Regions from separate parts of the Sus scrofa genome. Here region 2 is linked to region 1. Evidence: chromatin contacts called from public Hi-C data. All regions are on one chromosome and are shown on one strand. Each heading gives the region's core, a stretch centred on a gene start, on an enhancer-like site or on the middle of the called end of the contact. The rest is flanking DNA. Distances are from core to core; before and after follow the strand shown.

Region 1 (4,088 bases), core at 983-3,482:
AGGAAGCAGGGGACAGGGGATGTAATCAGGATGAAAGAAGTTGTTTTCTCCCCTTCTGCAGAAATTCTCTTCCTGTCTGTGCTTGCCATAAGACCTTGGCTTTGGTCGTTGATCCCTTGGCCAACAGAGGCTGGTTCCCTCCCTCTGCCACTGTTCCCTCCCACAGGAACTCAAGTAGAGCCCACTAGCGCAGTCCTAAACTCCCGAGTGCCCTGACAGCGGGATGCAAGCCTAAGGAAGGTACAGCCCACTCCCAGGTCCCAACAGTGCTGCGCCCAAGCATCTCCACGCCAGGCCCACACTGCCACCTGCTGGCTGCCTGCCACCACTGTTCAGAGCAAATGAACCCCACGGATGAGCAGACTCCCTTCTCCCACTTTCAGACACTGACACTCACAGCTGTAGACAGAACCTTTTTAGGTCCTGGGCCTCTCTGTCTCCCTTGGATGCTCCATAGGTTGAAAGCATTCAGGCGTTCCATTTCTGGGAGTGACTTCTGCCCTCCATCATCTCTCCTTGGGCACAGCCAGATAGCCAAGCCCCCGTCGCTGTATGCAAAACAGTCACTCCTCTGTTCTTCTAAGCACCACTGTGCCTGGCTCAGGTGCCACCCCCATGCTGCAAGGCCCCTGCTCCTGGGAATGGATGGAGCAGCCTTCATGGCGATAGTGCCCAGCCACCTGCTGACCCCAACCTGAACCACCGCACCCCGACATCCAGTTCCAACACCACACTTAGGATCCCACTGGCCCAGGGGGACTGTTGGGCTCGGTATTTACTGCCTCTTCCATCTCCAACATGCCTTGTGTCCACTGCGACATGCAATGGCCTGTCCACCTATAAAGCCACATCCACAGTCTTTGTGCACATTGCTACACAGAGACCTGTGCACACTCCCACATGGAGACTGGCCACCTCTCTCCACCAGGGGCTGGAGGGGCTGGACCAAGGGGGGGCTCGCTGGACAGCAAGGCCATGAAGGCCCCAAGGAGACAGGACCTGAAGGCAAATTCCCAGGACAATGGGAGCGGGGCAGGAGGTGGGGGGCAGGACCAGACCCTGGGATAGGATGTGGGTACAAGGGGTTAATGGGGGAGGAGACCCCAGGAGCACTACCAGGGAGGGGGCAGTGAAACCAGGAAGGGAGGAAGCGTGTGCAGCATGTCATCAAACAGGTTGCCGCCACGGGCAACTCCACGAGAACGAGCAGAGCACACCTCTGTTAACCGCCTGAGGGAGATGGATCACTCACACAGCGGCTCTCACACTCAAAGGTCATTGAGGCTGTTCCCCAGAGAATGTTAATCCCTGCCCTTTGTGCACCAAGTGGGCTCTTCTAGCCAAATAAAGTCTTCAGACAGGGGCGCTGCAGCTGCTGGCTGATGAGGCCACTGCCACGGGCCGGGCACGTTCCAAGGCCTGTGGACAGAGCGCCCATGGCATCCGCCACATGTGAGCAGCAGGAATCACCCGAGAGGAGGAGGGAAGGTGGCTACAAAGCCCGGTTCCAGTCCTGGGGGCCCCTGTGACCTTGGGCCAGACCCTTCCCTTCTCTGGGCCTCAGAACATCCCCCATCAGCCCACCCTAAGCCAAAGCAGCCCCTGCAAATCTCCAGCATCCTCTATCCTCCTTCTGCCCCTGCCTTATCCCCAAAGCAAGTCACTCTGGCAGGCAGAGAAAGCAGGCTCTCACCAAGCCAGCCACTCCCTGAGGGCCCAGGAAGTGTGACTAACGAGATAGTTCAAGAGACTGCAGTGGCCCCAAGTGGAGGAGGCAGGCCCTGGAGCAGCCGGGCTGACCGGTGCACAAGACGCCACAGAAGGGAATGGATCCAGGCACCCTGCCAGCGTTCCCCCATGATCCTGGGCAACCCTGGAGAGACAGGGACGGAAGGCAGTTCGCAGTCACGATGGGCTTCCCAGCAGCTGAGGACTAGGGTGTCCAGAAGGAGTGAAGCGGTTAAGTCAACAAGTAACCAAAAGAGGAGTTCCCGTAATGGCTTAGTGGTTAACGAAACCAACTAGCATCCATGAGGACACGGGTTCAATCCCTGGCCTCACTCAGTGGGTTAAGGATCCGGCATTGGTGAGCTGTGGTGTAGGTCGCAGACGCAGCTCAGATCCCATGTTGCTGTGGCTGTGGTGTAGGCCGGCAGCTACAGCTGCGAATGGATCCCTAGCCTGGGAACATGCATATGCCGCAGGTGTGGCCCGAAAAACAGACCAAAAAAAAAAAAAAAAAAAAAAGCAACTAAAAGCAAGAGAAGAATCATATATTGTTGAATTGTGTGTACCACTTTGTGAAATGTTAACAATTCCACACCCCTCCTCAGGGAGCAAATGAGGCCAGAGAGAGATCATTTAAACCCTTTGGTTTCAGATCCCCTGCCCTACCCCATGGTCTAGTGACCACCCTTCAAGATGACTCAACGGCCTGGAACCCATCCCCAAACCTGCCACTCCTGTTGGGTGCTCCTGCAAGTCTTCGGTATTAAGGAAAAGCAGAGCCTTGGCTATCAGACAGACTTGGTGTAGTCTGCTGAAAACAGCCCCACAAAGACGGCCAGGCCCTAATCCCAGAACCTGTGAGTATGTCACCTTCCTTGGCAAAGGGACTTTGAAGGTGTGATTAGGTTAAGAAGGCCCTTGAGATGAGGTCATTAGCCTGAGCTGTCCAGGTGGGCCCAGGAGAAGCACAGAGGTCCTATGAGAGGGAGGCCACAGGGTCAAAGGAGGAGAAAAGAAACTGAAGCAGAGACAGGAGAGAGATTGCGCAATGCTACAGAGCTGGCTCTGAACATGGAGGAAGGGGCCACAAGCCAAGGACTGCGGGGGCTCCAGCAGGTACAAAAGGCGAGGAAATGGCTTCTTCCCTAGAAGCTCCAAAAGGAACCGGCCCAACCATGACATGGGGCTTCTCACCTCTAGAATTATAATTAAGTTGTGTTATTTTAAGCCATTAAATTTACAGTAATTCATTACAAGCAGCAATAAGAAACTCCTGTCCTTGGGCTCCCATCCCAGCTCTTGCTCTCGCTGCCTTGGTCTCCTCATTCATAAATAGGAGGAAGGGGCACTTGCGATGGACAAGGGCCTCTCTGGCTCTCTCTGGCCCCAGGCTGTGACAATGCCAAACGTCCAGCAGCACCCATGTGGCGTGTGGAGGATGCAGGCACCAGTGCACTTCCCCATTTGCTCTGGAGGCGAGGCGAGGATCCGGCCTGACCTTGACTCTGCTGCACTGGGAGGAGATGAGCAGAACCCCAGCCACTTCCAGAGTAACAAGCAGCCACCCTGCACAGCTTTCTCTTTTGCTCGCACCACTTCCTCCTCGGCTTCCTGACTCAGCTGGGGGATGGGACAGAGGCGGGCTGGCCTGGGCAGCCCAGAGGACTCTCATCCAGCCCCTCAGCGCCACCATGAGTGGGTCCCGACTCCCAGGCCCAGACAGGGGTGCTCCTGAACCCCTCCTGGATGACCTCATCGGCTACTACACGGACAGGGCAGAGGAGGGCCAGCTCAGGGTCTGCAGGCAAGCAGCCCTCATCCGCAGGGCCCAGCAGCTCCTGGGCATGCGGGCCCCGCCCCAGCTCTGTCTGCCGGAGGATGTGGCCCCTGACCTGGAGCCCCCTCACTCGCAGGGGGCTCCCAGCTCTGCCCAGCACATCTGCCACAAACTGGTGCGCGCACTGGAATTCCTGGAGCTGATCTCTGTCAACCTACTTCTGTCTCCCGGGAGGAAGGAAATCAGGTCCCTGAAGGTAGGCAGCGCCAGCCCCGAGCGAGGGGGTCTTGGGAGGGGCCAGGGCTCTGCTTTTGGGGGGGACGGTGGGTCTATCATGCCCACTGACTTCAGCCCCTTTTTACAGTTGGAGAAACTGAGGGCTGAAGAGGTTACTACAGCTTGTCTATGGTCTAAGAAGCAGCCCAGACAGGACCCAAACTCAGGCAGTGCAGCCCCTGACCGCTAGGCTGTACCACCTCGCTAAGGAGTCGGTACAAGGAGCTCGTAAGAAGCAAGGGAAGTTCCTGCTGTGTAGCACAGGGAACTACAACTGGTCACTTGGGATGGAACATGACGGAGCATA
Region 2 (4,088 bases), core at 942-3,441, 64 kb after region 1:
ATTAGAGATTTACGTTTTTATTTATTTTATTTTATTTTATTTTTTGTCTTTCTGCCATTTCTTGGACCGCTCCTGCGGCATATGGAGGATCCTGGGCTAGGAGTCGAATCAGAGCTATAGCCACTGGCCTATGCCAGAGCCACAGCAACGCGGGATCTGAGCTGCGTCTGTGACCTACACCACAGCTCACGGCAACACTGGATCCTTAACCCACTGAGCAAGGCCAGGGACCAAACCTGCAACTTCATGGTTCCTAGTCGGATTCGTTAACCACTGAGCAATGCCAGGGACCAAACCTGCAACTTCATGGTTCCTAGTCGGATTCGTTAACCACTGAGCCATGGCAGGAACTCCAAGATTTACATTTTTAAATCTCGGAGAAAGAATGATTGTGGGGGTCGGGGGGGAGAAAGTGCGTTGTCGCAAGTGAGTGACTCAGCCCATTTAGGAAGGAAGTTCCCACTCCAGGCCAGGCACATTCTGTTTTAATCTGTACAACTCTCATTTTTACAGATATGGGAATGAGGTTAAATACATTACTCTGGGTCACAAGGCTGGAACAAATCTTCATCACAGGAAGAGCACAGGAAATGGCAGATTAAATGCTTGGAAGACAGGGGGTGGAGAGTGGGGTGGGCGGCCTTAATCCAAGAAGTTAAGCAAAAGGAACAGAAATTAATCCAGAAAAAAAAAGTTTCAATTCTTTGAATTCATTTCATAATCAGTAAGTATTTGCCAATCCCATTGGGCTGTGCCAGGCCTGAGCTTAGTGCTGGGAATACAGTCCCTACCCCCTGAGGGAGCTCACAGATTAGCTAGAGCAAGACCTACCTAGGAAAAGTTCATGAAAGCAGCCAGGAATTAAGTGACCATAAGAAGACACACCAGGCAGGCAGGAGCCAGGGAGCACTTGGAATCTCAGGTGTTGTCGGCCGCTGACCCCCATCTATTAACTGAGCAGCCAAGTCTTCTCATTTTTGCCAGAAGCTCCCACCCCTTGGTCTCCATCAGTTATTACCTGGATGGCAGGAACCCCGAAGGCCCCTCACTGGTCTCCCCTCCACCAGCATGGTTCACTTTCCATTCATCTCCTAACAGACAAGTGGGCTTTCTGAGTGTGGAATCTCATCTCTCCTCTTGATCAAGTCGCAGATCCTGCACCTCTCCAGCCTCAACTCTGTCCCCTCACCCCACACCCAGGTCTCAGCCACCCCAGATTCCTTGGAGACCTCCTCCAGTACTTGGAGTTCCCCTCCTCCTAGTTGGTCCCCTTGGAAACTCTTTCTTGCCCTTTTGAACATAACCCAAGAGTCCTTTCCACTAAGGGACCCCTCAGGACCCCAGTGCCACTTGGAGCCTCCTAAAATCAGTACCCTTCTCTGGTCCTGGTGCCTCTGGGCTCACACGAAGTCGTCACTGGCAGAAAAGCCCATTTCCCAAATCCCTTTCTCTAGGAAAGACAGATGGGCTGCAGCAGCCAACAGGGCAGACATCAAGAAGGTGGTAGTGGGTCGGAGACTGACAGGAGGCTGCCCGCAGCCACCTCCCCCAGCCCCCACGGGTTTGGGGGACAGGTGGCTGTGGAGCTGCAAAGTAACCCCACCTTCCTTCCATTCTGCTCTTGTGCCTGACAGACCCTGTGTCTCACAGCTGCAATCGTGTGTCTCATCGACGCGACTGTGGTCACCAAGACGATGAGGAAGAACATGAAAAAAGCCCTGGGAATCGACACCGAAGCCAATCCCCCCTCGACCTCAAAACCCAACCCTACCGCAAAGGTACCCAAAACGGGAGGCCCAAACGCACCTACAAGGACAACCGTGAAGCTACACAGCTGGTCAGGTGTGAGGGCACCCTCGCAGGCCGGAGGGTCGAGAACCTGGAAAGCACCCTCGCGAGCAGCCTCGATTTCTCCCTCCCTCCACTCGAACCAGTGAGCTCGCATGCTGTCACCCACTTCTGCCAACGCGGATCATAAAATCAGTGCTGCTAAACCGTGTTGCCTGTGTAAAAGTCGAGTTACATTTCCAGGCGCGTGCCGATGCGCCCGCCAGGCTCTGGGCGCGGCTGCCCCAGGAGGCCACGGTTCCAGCCCACCCGACCCGAAGGCGGGAGCGGAGGCTGCAGCCCCGGTGCTAGGCGGCCCCGGGACCTGGCGCGGAGGCGGGACCACAGCGGAAGCTGGGGTGGGGGTGGGGGCTCCCCCGCGGAGGGTGGGCGGCCCTGCCACCCGCGCTCCGGCGGCCCAGCCCTGCGCCCAGGGGACACTCGCGTGGGGAGATGGGCGCGCGCAGCGAGGGCGCCAGGCGTTAGCATTCGCTGGTCCTGGCCGTTGGCTGAGCACGGCCTCCAAGCAGGTCGGTGGGCATCAGGATCGCTCAGAGGCCAGGCCCGGCCGGGGACAGCAGGTGAAAGTAGGGAGGCCGTGAGACGCTGAGAACGCCCGTGCGAGATGGCAGACAAGGGCAAAAAGGGCCCCGCCGCCGAGCCCGCCGCCGCCGCCGCCGCCGCCGCCCCTGCCGCCGCCCCCGCCGCCGCCCCCGCTGGAGCAGCCACAGAGGCCCCAAAGCCTGAAGAGAAGAAAAAGTCGGAGCAGCCCAAGGATGAAGTGGGAACGAGAAAAGGGTGTCGCCGCTACAGGTGGGAACTCAAGGACAGCAATCGAGAGTTCTGGGTTATGGGGCACGCCGAGGTCAAGATCCTGAGCTTGGTGAGTTGAGCCGGTGTCCCCCAGGGCTGGGGGCGGGGAGGGGGCGGGGGGCGGGGTCGTGTCGGAGGAAGAAAGAGAACGAAGCCTCCCCGGGGGCTCCCAGAGAGACGGAACCCTTTGCCTTGGCTCAAGCACGCTTCTTCTGGCAGGGTTGCCTAATAGGTTCGCTGATAATGTTCACCGGGATCTCTATACACCCCATCCTGACCCTCATCATCACCATGGAGATATCCATCTTTGTCTTCTTCATCATTATCTACAGCTTCGCCATCCACAGATACCTGCCCTTCATCCTGTGGCCCATTTTTGTAAGTGAGGGATGGTGGGGAGTGCCTGAGCCTGGTGTGCATTATTGCATGGGTTATTTGTGCCCGGGGCCTGGGCTCAGCACTTTGGAGTAAGGCCAGAGCAGGGGCCACTGAAGTTAGGTAGAAAAGGCTTCCAAAAAGCCCATCTTGTGGGTGGAGGGCCTCTTTCCTCCTTGGTAGTCAAACAAGGAGGTCTTTGCTTTCCTGAGGCTTTCTCTCTTTAGGAGCAGGGGAAGTGTCGCAACCAGCAGTTCCCTTCAACCCTTGTGCCAGCTTACACCTGACTGGAAAGATCACTGAAAAGGTACCCCATCCCCGGAATTCAAAGAAAAAAAATCAGTAATATAAAATAGATTAAAAAAAAAAGTCACTTCTCAAGCAGTCTCAGATCTCCAGTGACTATGCCTGTAAGGGATAGTCATGCCACGGGGATGAGATTGAGCTGGGCAAGTGACTTCACTACTCCTAGACTCTGTTTTCTCCTCTGTAACAAGAAGACAGTAATAAGCTTGTGTGAGATTGTTCCTGAGAAGTAACAGTGAAGTGCTTGATGCAGTGCCTGAGCGCTCATGCATGTGAATCCCTGCCCATTACCTGCGTCATCACAGAGTTTACCTACCTAGCTCCCAAGTAACCTCCAGTGCCTTGTGCATTTGCACATTCACAGCATGCATCTAGAGCCCTATGCTCACTGTTCCACTGGCCTTATACTTAAAAAGGGTTCAGAAAGGCCAGGTCACTTGCCCCCAGGTAACTCATGTAGCGAGTGGCAGAAAAAGGAGTCAAGCCCAGCGTCATCAGTAGAGTCTGAGTCCCAAACTATACCCTGTCCTGCCTCCTTGTTAAAAGTTATGAGGGTCGAGGGATCCATAGATCTAAGTGAGGTAGATGAGGACTCCCAGTGTCGAGAGAAAGGAGAAGAGGGTCATGTAAAACTCTAGCCAAAGGGATGAGCAGAGGACACAGCGAAGGGACAGGCAGAGAGTTCCCAGCCGTGGTGCTTGAGAAGCGCCGTTTAGTTCCAGCAAGATGAAACGTCGATGCAACCGGAAAGTCCTCCTGCTGTACTG

The links. Hi-C and Micro-C count contacts between places; a contact is called where the count stands out from the background.
Region 2: a contact with region 1 is called in a Hi-C map of retroperitoneal adipose tissue, with 1.5 times the contacts expected there. The contact joins the promoter of CMTM2 here to the promoter of LOC110260929 in region 1. A contact is called at or near these places in 1 of 47 Hi-C or Micro-C datasets (retroperitoneal adipose tissue) and 1 of 2 datasets of contacts at active chromatin or transcription factors (alveolar macrophages).

Annotation. Positions count from the first base shown.
Region 1 is chr6:27,215,694-27,219,781 of Sscrofa11.1, forward strand. LOC110260929 reads left to right here and starts at 2,233. Exons shown (of 2, transcript XM_021093983.1): 1 at 2,233-3,761. The coding sequence starts at 3,252. BEAN1 (protein BEAN1) reads left to right here. Exons shown (of 5, transcript XM_021093984.1): 5 at 1-2,056.
Region 2 is chr6:27,279,618-27,283,705 of Sscrofa11.1, forward strand. CMTM2 (CKLF-like MARVEL transmembrane domain-containing protein 2) reads left to right here and starts at 2,192. Exons shown (of 3, transcript XM_021094003.1): 1 at 2,192-2,710. The coding sequence starts at 2,453. LOC110260932 reads left to right here. Exons shown (of 3, transcript XM_021094001.1): 3 at 1,635-2,040. The coding sequence ends at 1,937.